Regions from separate parts of the Ovis aries genome. Here region 2 is linked to region 1. A link is a contact called in public Hi-C data. All regions are on one chromosome and are shown on one strand. The core of a region is the stretch at or near the end of the contact, and the rest is flanking DNA. Distances in the headings are between cores, read along the strand shown. Region 1 holds the start of MECOM (MDS1 and EVI1 complex locus). Region 2 overlaps MECOM (MDS1 and EVI1 complex locus).

Region 1 (7,710 bases), core at 3,339-5,838:
ATTACCCTCAACTTTTAAAAAAGAAGAAAGCAGAAACGTCGGGATGACGCATTAATTTCTATTCGATGAGCGTCCTACGTGTTGAATGTCTGCCTGCTGAGGAGGCCGCGCCCGCCCACGGGTAGTGAGGGGAGGCCTCCGCTCAGAAAGCCAAGAGCTGGGCTACCCTGCAAAAGACACACTCAGGCACACTTACACAGACACACTGCAGCCAGTGGCCCCCAGACCTGCGACTCCTCAGCCCCTCACAAATAAAAACCTGAAAAAGGAGCCTTTTATTCCAGCCTTCAGCCCCTGTAGCTAATGAACCGTCCCCTTCCAGAGTGTTGAAGATGAGTGTGAGGGGAGAATGAAAAGCGTTATTAACCTTCCCCTAAACACAGATTTTTTTTTTTTTTTTTTGGCGAAACACATCGAAATGCTTCGTTCTAAGTGCCAAATACAATAAAGAAGCCCTAAGCCAGGGTGATGGTCAAGTAATGGCAAATAAACCGCCTTCCTAAACGGGGCCTCCGCAGGGCAAGCGCTTTTTCCCCTCCTCAAAAGCAGACTGAAATAAACAAAATGCGCGTTTTAAGCAAAGCTTTGCGTTTTCATCTGAGCTTTTTAAAGGATAAAGGAAAACGCAAGTAGATGGGCATGGGGCAGTGGAGGCTGGAACCTGGGCTTGCGGTTCTTTACCATCTTATGTACTAGGCTTACTAAGGGGAGGCGTTTAAGCAGGAGAGGAAGAGTCGTCATCTACCTTACCTACTTCAGAGCCTTTTTAAACCGAGATCAAGTGTACAAGTAACAAGTGCCCCCCCTCCCCCGCCCTCCCCTCACCGGGGTCTTGCTAATCGCATCGCCTTCTGGGTCTTTACAAGACTTCTGCGTGGCCCGGTAGCTAAGGGGGGTTATTCGTTGCAACTCTTTCATTGCTGTGATTGAAACCCTGCCGGGTGTCACTTTGGAGAAGTGGGGTGGGGGGGTTCCTTCGGTTTTCGGGCCCTAGACGCACTAGGCAGATCCAACTTCACTTCTTCCCCATCACCAGAAGGAAACAGTTGCAACTGGCATTTCTGGCACGGCCCAGGTGCTGTCCTGGCCGCCCAAGAAAACGGCTGGGAAGCCTCACCCGGCTGCCAGAGATTGCTTGGCTTTTAGTTTTCTTTTCTTAAAGGTGGGAATAAAAGCCACCATCTTTAGACGGTACAAATGTCAGTCTTCTTGCTTTTCTCTTATTTTTTTTTTTAATGTAATGGCTTATTCCTCCCAAATGATTTGCAACGAATGTATCGGTTTTAACTATTGTGTAAGAAAAAAACAAGCCCTGTAAGTCGGGAAGTAGGCTGTGCATTCATTCTGAGTTTAACTTCAGCGGTACTTTCAGGGTCTGTGGTCCCTGGTTTGGATCCTTGGAATCCTGTACCTTAGCCAAGATCGCGACAAGACTTGGCCGCCAAAGAAATTTACAAAATACATGAAGAATAACAGTCGAGGAAACAACTGTTTCTAAGTGACTTGATTCCACTGCAGTGTTTACTTTTACAACAAGAAGGGTGGTTTTGTTTTTTAAAGTATGCTGGTCACACTGCCTCTTCCTAACCCAGAAAAAAGAAAGAAACCCGGTCCAGACACAGCCCCGAAGTTTTCGCTGGCTTCACAGCAGGGGTCAGCGACTATCTCCGCCCTGCGCTCGGAAACGCACGCACTACGCGGGGGAAGGAAATAGCGCTTCAAGATACAAAAAATTCTTAGTTTTAATATGATTTCCTTCGTTACCCAGATTAGAACCAAAGAATTGCTTAAAGCAGCGCTGCTGTCCGAAAGGCAGCCGTGTTGGCAACAGCTGGAGCAGCGCCAGCGGGAACCTGAGGCTTAGCAAGAAAAGTTTGTGAGAGTTCGCATCTAGTTATCAGAAAGCCGCAGCGGCATCCTTAGAAACACTAGACACAAAATAAACGGGTCTCCCACTGGATGAATGACAAGTATCCTCAGATAGGAAACCAGACTCGGTTTCTGGATGTTGAGTGGGCTGTGCGTGCGGGAATGTTTGAATTCGGCAGCGAACAACTTGGTAATTAAAATAGTTGAAAAAGTTGCCCAAGAAAATTTGAAGGGTTTTGTGTTTGTTCTGCTTTCACTTCGGCGGATACCAGGCAATGAGGCGCGCGAAGGGTTCGGCTTTCATTTCACAACTTAGGCAGAGTTGAAAGCGGCTCTCAACCCCCCGCTTCGTCCGCGCAACCACACACACACACACACACACACACACACACACCCCTAAACTTCAGTCGGAATTGAAGCCCACAGGCCTGCAAGCATATATGTACATTTATTCCTCCTCAGATGAAAATAAAGACATCGGCCCCATTAAACGCGAACAGGAAAAACAGGAGTTCCACGGGCGCGCTTTGACACTGTCGCAGCTAAGTAAAATGAACAATATCCAAAAGAGAAACAAATGGACTGATGGCCCAAGGACTCCTATATATAGCTTGATCCCTGAGACCAGACCGAAAGGAAACATATTTGGGCGAGAGGGAGTGCTTGGGTGAGGACTGAAAGAAGCACTGGAAAGGCGCCTAAGATGACAGCATCTCGCTGGGCTAGACCGCGGATTCTCACCACCAAAGAAACCAAGCCGCCCGAGGTGCCGCTGCCCTACGCGCGGCTGCGGCGGAGACACCAAAGGCGGGAAGGCTCGGGGCTTTACTTGGCTTTAATATGCAGGGGTGGGGGAGACTAGGGGTTCACTTAGGAGAAGCATCCTACCCACCACCCTATCTCTACGTTCTCTGACCCACACGCAAAACAAGAGAATTATGTTTTCAGCGAGAGGGAGAGCGAACAGCGGCCTGTGCTTTGCCGAGGCTGCTGCAGCCCCGCGTGCTGACACCTTGCGGAGGAGCGCTTTGAACTCCCCGGATCGCTCCGGGACTCGGCACCGCCGGGTCCCCTTAGACTCGACGTAGAAGCATTTGGACAAATCCAGTCCCGTCGCCTATACTCCCGGCTGATGCTACCGATTTCCCGGACAGTCTCGGCTCTGCAGGCAATGCCGGCCGAAGCCACCCAACACTTCGGCGAGAAGCATGGGGGATGGGAGTCCCGTCGCCCCTGCCCCGAACTCAATCGCCCTCTTCCCGCGTGACCAAGGCCGCTCCACGCCGGGCAGGCAGGGGGCGCCGGGGAGGGTTAGTGACCCAAGACCTCGGCTGCGTCCAGAAACAGCGCGGGAGGCTCCGCCGCGCCCTCTCCGAGCCCAGTGTCCCCGCAGCCCGCCCCCTGGGGGTCACTCGGCGCCCTGCCATCCTGGAGCTCGCAGGCCGGAGCGCGCCCTTTCGGCCTCCTTCTCCTCGACTGCTGTCGCCGCTGGCTGCGCGCCCTCTACTCCGCGCTCTCCAGGCGCTCGCGGGGCCTCTTCTCTCCCCACCTGCCCGCGGCTCGGCGGAGCTGGTAGCTCGGCTCTGCCCGCGCCACCGCCCCCCCTCGCCACCACACACACACACACACACCCTCGTCTCCCCCACTCCCCACCCCAGTCCTCCCGCCGCGCCGCGCACGCTGGAGAACACGGCAGAGCGCACAGCGCCCACTACCGCAACAGCCGCTCGGCGCAGCCCGCCAGCCCGCGCAACTTCCAGCGGCCGCCTCGCAACTTTTCCCAACTCCACCACGGCTGCCCGCCGCCGCTGCCGCCACTGTAGCTCCCTCCGAGCCTTCCACCCACCCCAAACCCCAGAAACAAACCGAGGCGCGAAAAAGTCTTCTTTCCCCAGCCCGATGCCCCCCCCTCGATCCCCCACTCCCCCTCCCACACCCGGGACTAGCTGGTTGGCCAGAGGCAACTCTCCTCCGCCTGGGGGGAAGGAGAGGGGAGGGGGAGACTCTCGCATCTCCTCTCCCCCCCCCCCCCCCCACCCACCCCACCCCTTCCCGCTCGCTCTCGCTCTCTCTCCTCCCTCCCACCCAGGTCTTTGCTGCCCCCACCCCCACCCCCACCCCGGGGTTGCCACAGCTGGCCCGCGCACTGGGCTCGAGGGTTGCCCCGGCTCCTCTGGCGCCCAAACAAGGAGCTAGAGCGCGGGCAGCCGGCGCGGAGGCTGAGACTGGCAGGTTGCTGGAGCTGCTCTGCGCCTGCCCTCCACCCGGGGCCCCGGCGCGAGAGGCAGCCCCGCTCTCCCTCCCGGAGCGCTGTAGACAGATATGCAAGATGGCAGAGGAGGGGGAAATCCAATAGAAAAGGGATATTGCACCTACTTGTGGCCAGTTTCCTTGCCCTGCCTTTGGATCTCATGCTGTGCCCAGTCCTGCAGCCGCTGGTGTGTGGTTGGGGTTTTTTTTTCTTGGATCTTTTCCTTCTTTTGCTCTCCCTCTCGCTCCCTCCCTCTCCTCTCTCTCTCCCTCTCTCTCTCTCTCTCTTACACACACACACTCACACACACTCTCTCTCTCTTACACACACTCACTCTCTGTCTTTCCCTCTTTCACTCTCTCTCCCTCCCTCTCTCCCTTTCTCTCAATCCACACTCGCTATCTCTCCAGCATTGTCAGTTTGGACACCTTCGCACATGCGCGCTAGACGCCCCTCCAACATCTCAGCGCCGCCAAAAAAAGTTTGGAGCGATTTATCACTTTGATTTGGAGATCTTGTCAGATGGCAATCGCCGAGGAGGCGGAGAAAGGGAGCCATGGGGAGGGCGGCGGGGGGCGGGGAACGAGCGCAGGGAGTCGGAGGGGAGCAGACACCTCGCCCAGAAAAAGAAAAAAAAAAAAAAGGAACGAAAAGGCTCGGGCAAAGGATTGATTTCATGTTGAAATTACCAATAAGCCTGTATCATTAACATTATTGTTTTTCCCACCATAAATTGCAGGACATTTTCTGTACGGTCCTTGGGGGAAAGCAAGGAGTAGGGGGAGGGGAGGGGACTTCTAAAAATGTTTCCCACACTAAAGAACTAGAAGGACCGGACTCTCGGAGAGCGATCCAGGAGAAAGTGAGAATCATCCTGAACTTCGGGAAATCTGCGGCGGCTACTACTGCTACTGAAGCTATTGCGGCTTCTGCTTTCAGAGCTGAAAGCAGAATAAATAACTGCTTCTTCCTTGATTTTAGGTGTAATGCTAATACTTCCTGCCATCCTTGGAACATGTCAGTTGCTGGTCTATTCCCACCAAGTAATAATGATCACCCTTGATTCCCAGGTCCGGGAACCTTGGGCATTTGACATCCAAGACCTTCTTTTTGCCTTCCCTGAGGTCGGCTGTCACCTTCCGGCCTCCCCCACCGCTGCCCCTGTCGCCTCCTGCTGCAGCTCAGCCTGTCTGCCATTTCACTCATTCGCTTAAACCCACGACCTCCCGGGTCATAAAGAAGAGGTAGGAGAGAGATTCCCCCATCACCACCACTTTTAAAAAAATACATTATTGAAATTTTGCTTTTAATTACAGGATTTACCAAAGAAGTGGGCACGCAGAAATGGGGACCTCTTAAAGGAGCTAGCTGTGTTTAAGGTATGAATAAATCCCGAGTAAGTGTGGATTTTCTTTTGGTACAGCCTCCTTACCTTAGTTTTGTTCAATATCTTCCATGAGCTATTTATGTCCCCATTAATATCTGTTGCAAATCCTGCCAGACACCGTAAAAGAAAATCACAATTTTTTTCTCTGTGCTACAGTGATACATCCTTGATGTTCAAGTTAAAGGAAAGAGAAAAGAATAGCAGGTTCTGGGCATGAGTTTAAGGCACGGTAGGGGAAGGAAGATAACAGAGAATGCCCAACTCTACCTGTTGTCATTTATTGTCAAAACTAGGAACAAATAGCAAGGTTCAACCCCAAATGGGACTATCCATCAATGGCTCGCAAATATCTTTATTCCAGAAAATTGAAATGTGAAATATTCAGCTTGGCAAGGATGCCCATCACTTCTGTTTGTCCAGAGCTGTGTAATTCTGGGAGCATTTGGCTGTCAGTACAGGTCCCTGGAGAAGCAAGCTACAAGACCCAAGGGAGACAGATGTGTAATGTTGAAATGTGAGGTAGGGGAGGGGGAGATGGAACAGGGTGATGAAAAAATTACACAGGGTAGGAGTAAAACAGTTTCCAAAAGAGAAGACTCTGGTGCCCACACACATGGGTACAAGAGAACTCTTTCATCCCCTCTGAAGTAAAGAGGCAAGTTTGGGTGGGGGTGTTTCCATTCCTTCTACAACTACTATTGCTCTCTGCATACAGGTGGTGTGCTCATACATTTGGCCGGTGCAAAATGACCAAGCACTTCAGCATTCTGAATGTCAATGCCGGAAGTCTATGACTGAGTTCACTAGTTTCCCTCAGTGTACATGAAGGCAAGCCTTCCCTCCAACCAGAAAAGGTCCTCAGAGGAAAAGGAGAAATGGGAGTTGAGAGCTTTCACCAAAGAAAGTAAAATCTCTAGGGAGAGAAACGCACTAGACTGACTGGCTAGAAGTGCATAGATACAGCTTCTGATCAGTTTAAAGGACTCTCTGGGGACCCTCACCTAGGCCAGAGGATAGAGAGGCAGTCCAGAGGACCAAGCCCCTCCCAGCTATCCAAACCTAAAGGTCTTTGACCTTCAGGAAGGATGGTAGAGTTCACCAAGGACGTTTAAGAGCACCTGGACATGAGGAGGCTCTGCCTGAGAGGTTTCATTTCACCTTCTCACTCTGGGGAACTTAAAAAATAAATAAAAGAAGTTAATATTGCCCCTTGTACTATTCTACTTAATTCCTTTTATCTCATGCCCTGGGTGGGGGTGGACGTCTATATTTGGGTCCCGTTGCAGAAAGGGGGTTAAGAGAAGTGATGGGCAATTTTATAGAAAATGAAGGGACCATGGAATCAAACCCAAGTAAAAACAAGACCCACATGTGAAGCTGCAGCCCTTGTTTCTGCTGAAAAATTATAAACCACAGTGGCGGACCAGGGGTTGGGGTGGGGGCTGTGAGAATTGGGTGGGATACGGAAAGCTAAAGAAATTCAAAACTGATTTCCCCCCAACTTTAGAGATCTCTGTCCTGAAAGCCTTTCTAGAGGGCAGGGGGTGTGGGGAGTGAGGCATGGCCAGGGCACACACCCCTCCTGATTTTTCAAATCCCTGGGGTCACGGTGGCTTCAGCGCATGGGTCTTCAGCCTGGTCTTTCCGAGAGTTTCCGACAGGAGTGAAGCCAACATATTCTAACTGAAAAAATAAACACAAACTCCTCTGTGTCCTTGGGCCAAAGCACTGTGAAAAAATCAGGCATCATACTTGTGGATGTTGTTTAATAAAAGTACTCACAGAATCATCGCTTTTGTTTTCAAACCTGAAAACTGGATTTCTTTTCTTTTTCTTTTTATTTCTTTCTTTTATCATGTGCTTTCTGCCCTGAGTGTTAATAAAAGAACTGACGTGCTAGTTCAAGTGTGTTTAACCTGATGGAGCAAATGCCAGCAGCCACGGACCGCGCTCACCGCCTGCAGCGCCACTACCCCCTGAGCGCCAACCCTGGCGGGTTCCCACTCCCCCGTACCAGGACCCCGTCAGGTCCACCTGACCCAAGTCTCAGCCGTGAGACCCAACAGGTGACTTTCTGTTCAGCGGCCCCTGAGGTTCCCGACACCCTTTGACGTCCCGTCTAAGCTGTTGCTGGCCCAAGAGAAAAGAGGCCTCCAACAAGTTGTTGGAGCTGCAGTCGCTGCCTGCATCCGCACCGTCCGCC
Region 2 (7,595 bases), core at 1,456-3,955, 300 kb before region 1:
TGGAATTTGCTTCTTGCATCCTTTAAGTGTGTCATTAACCGAAAAAGGACAGAAAGATAAGTTTATTGTTGGATTTGAGGCAAATGACTTGGGAAATGCTCTTGGAAATCAAATTCTTCAATTCAATTTTAAATGTTCTAATATCCCTGGAGACCAAGGCTACATTTGTATTGGATTATATTTATTTCTATGACTTGGAATAACTAACCAAGGTTTCCACCTGAGGAGAGTTGCATTTTAAAAACATATCAGAATCTACAAAGATGAAATTGCAGAAATAATACTGATAATAATAATCTCTGTAGATGTATCTATATTCTCTCACAATCTAGGGAGAAAACTACAGATGAGAAGGATAATCTTCCATTTTGCAAATGTGCAACCTGATACCCAAGGATGCTAACCAGTATGTCCAAAGTTAGCTGAGACTAGAACCCAGCTGTTCAAATCCAGTCCTCCCTTTAACTCTTAGGCAACTTGCTTTTTTTTTCCTTTAAAGATATGTTTTAAAGTATGTTTGCTTTTTCAAAATTGTAGCCCTAATATGTGAATAGCTTGTTTTTTCACTTTTCTCACTTGATATTATGAACACTTCCTTATGGTTTTAAAAACATTAAACTATATTTTAATTGCTGTATTATACTCCATAATATAAACCCATAATAAATGAACTATTTTCATAGTATTTATTTATCTTGCTTCTAAATTTCTGATACCATAAATACCACTAAAATAAACATTTTTTTCATATAAATATTTATGTTCACCCTATTTAGGTTATATTCCTAAAAGAAAGCTGAGTATTGACAGATTGCTTCTCAGAGCTGGATACCAATTTATACTCCAAACCATCATACTGGTATTTATTATTATGTCTTGTTTTTAAAATTTATTAATACAACAGAAAAGACTGTATATCTATTGTTGCTTTAATTCACATCTCAGTGATTACTAAGACTAAATATTTTGTCATTCCTATTTCCCCTTTTGCAAATTACTCATTGTTTCTGTCCAGTTGAAATTGGGCTTTTATTGGTCTGTCTTACTAATGATAAAGAAATGAGCCCTTTGATATAGCTTTTTGCTACTATCCCCAGTAGATCACTTATCATTTGGTTTTTTAATGGAGCTTGTGTTGTACAAAATTTTTAACTTGTACGGAATGAAGTCTATTTTTCCTTTGTGATTTTTACATTTTTCTTAGAAAGTCCTTACCCATCCTAAGGAAAAAAAAAAAAAAAAGATTCTCTTGTATTTTCTTTGAGCTTCACAGTTGCTTTTCTACCAACCTTAGATTACCAGTGATTTACTGCTGAGTGAAAAGCAGAGAAAAATGATTTCATTTATTTGAGCTCCTGTGAACGGCAGTCTAGGAAAAAAAAAAATGCCATTTCACTCATAATTCTTTGGTTCTTATTTGCAAGGCTGGCCTAAAATGCCGTCTCTTTTGTGGGTTTTATATAACTCACCATTTGTTTCACTTGGCCCCTCTGCCTAGCTTAACTGCAAATCTTCTGGGCAGATGCCATTCAAAATCCAGAATTTCACCGTTAATAGCATTCAGTACCCGTCATAATACTTATCACTCAGCATTATCATTCGTGATACTAACATAAATAATTTTCCACTCTTCTTCACCTAAGTCCATTGAGAGAAAATATTTAGCAACAAGAGTTTAAAGTTAACATTAAAAGCACATATACCTAGCTTGTCTCTGAAGTAAAAAAATTTCCCTAGACGTTAAACAAGGAACAAGTTCTATATATTCAGCCGTACACACTTAGGCGTATAATAGACACATCAGTGTGTGTTTGCAGTGTGCATGTGTGTAATAGCTCACTAATCTTAAAAATAGGCTGAGACAGAAACATGGTTTGAAATCTCAGGCAGACTGGTTGAGATCATAACTGCATGAAACAACTGCCAGGAGGAGACCAGCAAGGGAATTGAACAGATTAGGTAACTCCGAAATTTAGACATTTCCCCCCATTATGTTCCTCATTGCAGTTTTGTAATAAAAACACGAGCAAACTTCAAAGGAAGCTCTGTAGTAAAGGTTAATTGCTACTAAAGAAGAGGGTGGGCCCGAGCGCTGGGACTTTGTGCCCAAGTGGCGAGCAGACAGGAAGGATTACACGTGGCTGCAAGCGGCGGATGCGTGCCCAGCTCCGCGAGCAAGGCAGGCGCTGCCAAACCTCAAGCCCCACCAGGGACCTCCTGGTAGGACGTGAGCGCATGAACACGAGTCCATGAGTCGGTGCCTGCTAATGGAGGGGCGGAGAGGGGAGGGGGAAGACATCAATTTCCTTCCAAAATTCAAACCGGACATGCTCTTCTTCCCTTGTTAGGACAATTCCAGAGCGGTGACCCAGGCCTGTTGGCGAGGAAGCGGAGGACCTGGGAGCCAGCTCTTCTGCACCAGCGACGCAGCCAATCACCATGTGCTGGGCTTGGGGAAAGGGTGGAGCCCAAGTCATGCCAGATGCACAAACAGAACAAAGAAGGAGGCTGTGCACCGGCCAGCAGGATAGTCTGTGAGAATGGCCCCAAGATAATGAAATTTAAGATCCCAACGAAAGGAAGAAAGGAAACTAGTAAAAGTGAGGGAAACGAATTTCCAGAAAACTGACTCAAACTAGCTGTGAAGGACCGTAGTAAGGGTCAGAGGCACAGGCTGGGAAAATCGAAGCATCTCATAGGCTTCCCAGGTGGCGCTATTGGTAAAGATCCCAGCAAGAGAGGTGGGTTGGATCCCTGGGTCAGGAGGATCTCCTGGAGGCGGGCATGGCAACCCACTCCAGTATGCTTGCCTGGAGAATCCCATGGACAGAGGAGCCAGACAGGCTACTGTCCATAGTGTCTTAAAGAGTCAGACACGACTGAAGCGACCTAGCAAGCATGAATAGGATGGAGGCTGCTGACGGAACTGGTCTTTAGAATGTGCTGCCTCCAAAGAGGAGTAACAAGTAGACATTGCGGAATCTGTTAACACTGGACTGCATTTGAAGAATCCGTGTCTCCAGAGAGCACTACTTATTGTGAAATAATGTATCAACATGGCTTGGCACATGGAATTTTTTTTAATTACCTTCTAACTTCCTTGCACCTTTAGTATTTGCTACTTCCTTGTACCAGAGTATTCCATTTCTTCCTTGTGGAATTTTTTCCTCCAGGGTTTTCTAAAAATATTTTATGTATGTGCTGTCAAAAAGACCCTAAAAGTATTAAAGAGTGTTGGGAGGCAAGCAAGGAAGATGGCAAAAAATACCACAGGGGTTGAAAGTAAAGGACCAAATCAGTGAACAAACGTTTGTCTTCTTCATTGGATTGCAGCATACCTCTCACTTATCCTGGAGTTTTAACTCTGGTTAAGAGTTTCTCCACTCTTCTCAAAATTTCACAGACATTTCACTAAAGAAGTATGTTTTGTGAATTTAACTGGTAGCTTCTAAGTTCTTATGAAATGAGTTTGACCGCTTCCAAAAGTTCCTCATCAGAGATGAAACTAAGCTTTTTAAAATGGGTTATGGAAAGAAATTGCCAGAAAATTCACAGTTGAGGCACCAATAAAGAAACCCTCTGGTATCTACTTACAGATCTAAAACAGCTAAAATAAAGACATTAAAGCTGTATGGGTACTACTCCAAGGAAAAACACGACCTGGTTAATGTTTGGCTCATTCTGTTGTTAAGGGAGACAGGATCTCCAATACCCACTGGAATGACCAGGTAAGAACAGACTTATCACATATCAGATATGGTTTCTCTTACGTTATAACTTTGTGCCGTGACTCCCTTCTAGTAAGACAAATTTTTTAGAGTCTTTAGGCAACCTTTGACCTGATGGCTTTTCTCCTAAGCTTTTTATATCCCCCAAGTGATTTTCCTTCAGATTCATTTAGAGTAAAATAGAAATGCCCTGAAATTATGTTGCAGCAGACTGGGTGGTTGCTCTCAGGCAGTCTGAAATGACCAGAGTACAGCCTTTCAGTATTCAAGCCATATCTACAGTAATTATTTGCCAGCATATCTAAAAGAAGGCAGGCATTTCCTGTTGCACACAAATGGGACACTCTTATCTAAATTACTGTTTAAACAGGTATTTAAGAAAAGACTATCACAGGCAGGAATTTACTGATGACGGAACACATTAGTTTAGGGCTGGACACATTAGTTGAGGACTCACCATTGTCAGGAAAGGAAGCGTATCAGCATCAGGAAGGTATAGGGAATATTTTATAACTCCTGTATGGGTCAAGTTGGCGGTTGTAAACTATGCCATTTGCACTCAGGAAAAGCAGGAATGGTACATGCCCAGATGTGGAGGTCTGGATTCAGCAATATGTCTTCCCTGCCCAGAGTAACCTTGAGCGCTTGAGAGTCATAGCTTTTGAGGGGTCTCTGATTCCCCTTTCATAAAATAAGCACATTGGACAAGTTCAGCCCCAGGTCCATTCCACTCAAGCAGTCCCAGTTCTACATAATGAAAACCAAAGAATGGTCCAAGTTTGGTGTACCAGAAGCTTATAAAATATATTTCCTGGTCTCTCCACTTCGGTCTCTCCCAAGATGTAACCTAGGAGAGCCTACACTCTGGCTGCCCAACTTTGTTCTAACCAGTGAAACTGGAATTTATTCCCAGTAGAGGCTTATAAAACTGGGCTGTTATTCTCACATTAAGTAGACTGCCCTCTGGTGAGGACTGTGGTTTATGTGTGGGCAGAATGTGTGGTTTACTACCTCTAATTTGTTTATGTTGTTGATGGTGGTTTCAGAAGAAAGCTACAGCCCTTCACATGCTAAAGAGTGACCTGATTTACTTCCTTTAAAAAAAGAAAAAAAAGTGTTGGAGTGGGGGAGGGGAGCATGAGAGCGCATTAATGTGCCATTGCTAGCAGAGGAGCAACTGGGATCTCTTTGACCACAGCTCTGCTTCATTCAGCTCTGCATGTGAAATGAGAGCCCCAACTTGTTTATTATAATTACCTAAGTGTGGCTTGGTGGCTTTTGGCAGAGATCCTTCTTGCCTCCGAAGGAGAGACCAAAACTCAGGAGCTACAAGTTAAAGGAAGAAGGTGGGGGATGTATTTTGAAGCAAGGAGACCAAATTCTAATATAAACTGGCTGAATATATTCAGAACAACCCCTGCAAAGATGAAGATCAAAAAGTAGATGAGATTGCCCTCCACTTTCTGCCATATAATAAACAAAGATAGGTGTACCGGAGAATTGAATAAACAGTGGAAATGTAAGTTCAAATTCATTATCACAGCTAACTTGATGCAGAACCTTCCCTGTTGCTACAAAACAGAAGAGCTTTCTTATATCCAGGAATCCTACATAAAGAAAAGAAAATAATTATGCTTGTCTGGCAGAAGAGGGAGTTGTAGCAGTGGCTTGCCGATAAAAAGGAACGTGAACAAGCAATAGAAGCCTAACCTAACCACACTCTGAGTTTGACAAAGAGCAGAGAGTACCCCCAAAATGAAATTTAGTTGGTTTCAAAATTAGGCTTTATGTGAAAATGAACAATGATCCTTGTTCTCACAAGGCTTGGTAACAAAGACAAGAATGACTTCTGATCTTAAAGTGATTCTGTGGGGAAAGTTCCTTGATTCAGCTGATTTCAGCATGGACTCTGATCCCACTGCAAATACAGCATCTTTGGTGTAAAATAAGTTTAGATGGTTCCAAGAAGTGCAATTTTCTGCCCCCATTTCAAACTCTAAAGGCCCCCATATTGAGTTTCGCAACACTACATCATATTAAACGTAAAATCATTCAAAACCGTGGGGATGGATGGAATGTCATTGAAAAACGTGAAGGTTTGTTTTTTTTTTAATTTGAGAAAACATTATACACGTTAATAAAAAAATGTTTTCAGGGAAAATATGAACAGCTATGTCATGCATAAGTGTATACACACACTAAATAGCACTTATGATTTGAGAGGGGGTAACTTCAACATTGTTAAGTGGTAACACAAGCTACGTATTTAAGGGAATGATATAATATGACAACTTCATAGACTCCCAAGCTATGTATGATCTCTGGAAATTGTCATTATCAACATGTACAATAACTAGTAGCATTAGGTGGTCTGTACAGTATCCTTCATGTCTAATTGAGTCACACAGTCTAAGACACTTGACGGGCACCAGGCACTGCCTCCTAATGAGAACTGACTTTTAAAGAAAGGCATTCAGGACCTCTTCTATATAAATTATCATTTGCAGCAAGAGAGGATTATAAATGTTTGTTGGCAAAAACTAAATTTATTTACAAACTGGGTCTAATTTATTTATGGCTCCAGTACAATCGGCTTTTGTTGAAATATTTATGTTATCTGTACTTCTGCCTCACTAAACTCTACCACAATCATAAACACTGTTGAAAAATTATTTGCAGTTAGCAGGATTTAAACTACCCATTATATCACCAGCTAGTGCCAGTAAACTTTTGTACTGGTTGATAAAGTTTCCTCTGTGGAATAAATATACATTTGACTTTCAAAATCTTTGGTGGGTTCCAAACTATGAGAGTGAAGGATTAAACAGATGTCCCAGACTTTACCAGTTGTGTGTGACTGCTTCAACCGCACATTCCAATTGAAATTTTGTGATAGACTACAAAAGTGCCCAGATTAAAACTCTTTTCTAGCATAAGGAGAAGAATTAGATAATTGAAGTGTAGGGGTGATATTCTTTGCCCAAGATGCTGCTTCTCAGACTTTAGTCATTTACCCATTCCAAAACAATGATTTGACACCATGCTGTACCTAGGACTGTGCAAATTGCTATGGCTATGTATAGACTTGAATAAGATCAAATTTCTGCCCTCAAGAAACCTAGAGTTGAGTAATAAAGACAAAGATGGTAACAGGTATATGACTATGTGGTAAACAAGATCTAAAAGGAGATTATGAAGAATGATGACTGTAAAAGAGTTGAATATAAGTAACTACTTCTGGGCCAATCTACAGAAGTCGATGAACTGGGTGAAGGGCGTCTAAAGGTACAAATTTCTGGTTATAAAATAAATAAATCACAGTGATGCAATGTACAGCATGGTGACTAGTTAATAATAGCATAGTTAATAATGTGTGTGTGTTAGCACCTCAGTCATGTTTAACTCTTTGCAACCCCATGGACTATAGCCTGCCAGGCTCCTCTGTCCATGGAATTCTCCAGGCAAAAATACTAGAATGGGTTATCATCCCTTCTCCAGGGGATCTTCCTGACCCAGGAATCAAACCTGGGTCTCCTGCATTTCAGACAGATTCTTTACCATCTGAGCCATCAGGGAAGCCCTATTACTATAGTTAATAATACTGTATTTCATTCTTGAAAGTTGCTAAGAGTAAATCTTAAAAGTCCTCATTACAAAAAAAAAGAATTTATAATTATGTATGGTGACAATGTTAACTAGACTTATTGTGATGATTATTTTGCATTACATGTAAATATCAAATAAGCACACCTGAAACGAATATAATAGTGCTAATTGTTCAGTCGTGTCCGACTCCTTGCGACCCCATGGACTGTGGCCTGCCAGGCTCCTCTGTCCGTGGGATTCTCCAGGCAAGTTACTGGACTG

Evidence for each region. A called contact is a pair of places that touch in the nucleus more often than the background predicts.
Region 2: a contact with region 1 is called in a Hi-C map of tail adipose tissue, with 5 times the contacts expected there. The contact joins the enhancer-like site here to the promoter of MECOM in region 1. A contact is called at or near these places in 5 of 16 Hi-C or Micro-C datasets (hypothalamus, muscle, omental adipose tissue and 1 more).

The regions. Positions count from the first base shown.
Region 1 is chr1:218,362,986-218,370,695 of ARS-UI_Ramb_v3.0, reverse strand. It overlaps MECOM (MDS1 and EVI1 complex locus), which reads right to left and starts at 4,588. Exons shown (of 15, transcript XM_060394109.1): 1 at 4,246-4,588. The coding sequence starts at 4,282. It overlaps LOC121816976, which reads left to right. Exons shown (of 3, transcript XR_009595139.1): 1 at 1-4,307; 2 at 5,437-5,499.
Region 2 is chr1:218,657,116-218,664,710 of ARS-UI_Ramb_v3.0, reverse strand. All of the region lies in intron 1 of MECOM (MDS1 and EVI1 complex locus), which reads right to left. Among named protein-coding and RNA genes, the nearest start is that of MECOM, 290 kb to the right of the region's middle. Within about 2 kb of position 2,705, at least 11 of the 54 cell types and tissues checked have an H3K27ac peak or open chromatin away from gene starts, as enhancers often do. A contact at or near this core is called in tail adipose tissue, where this site is marked.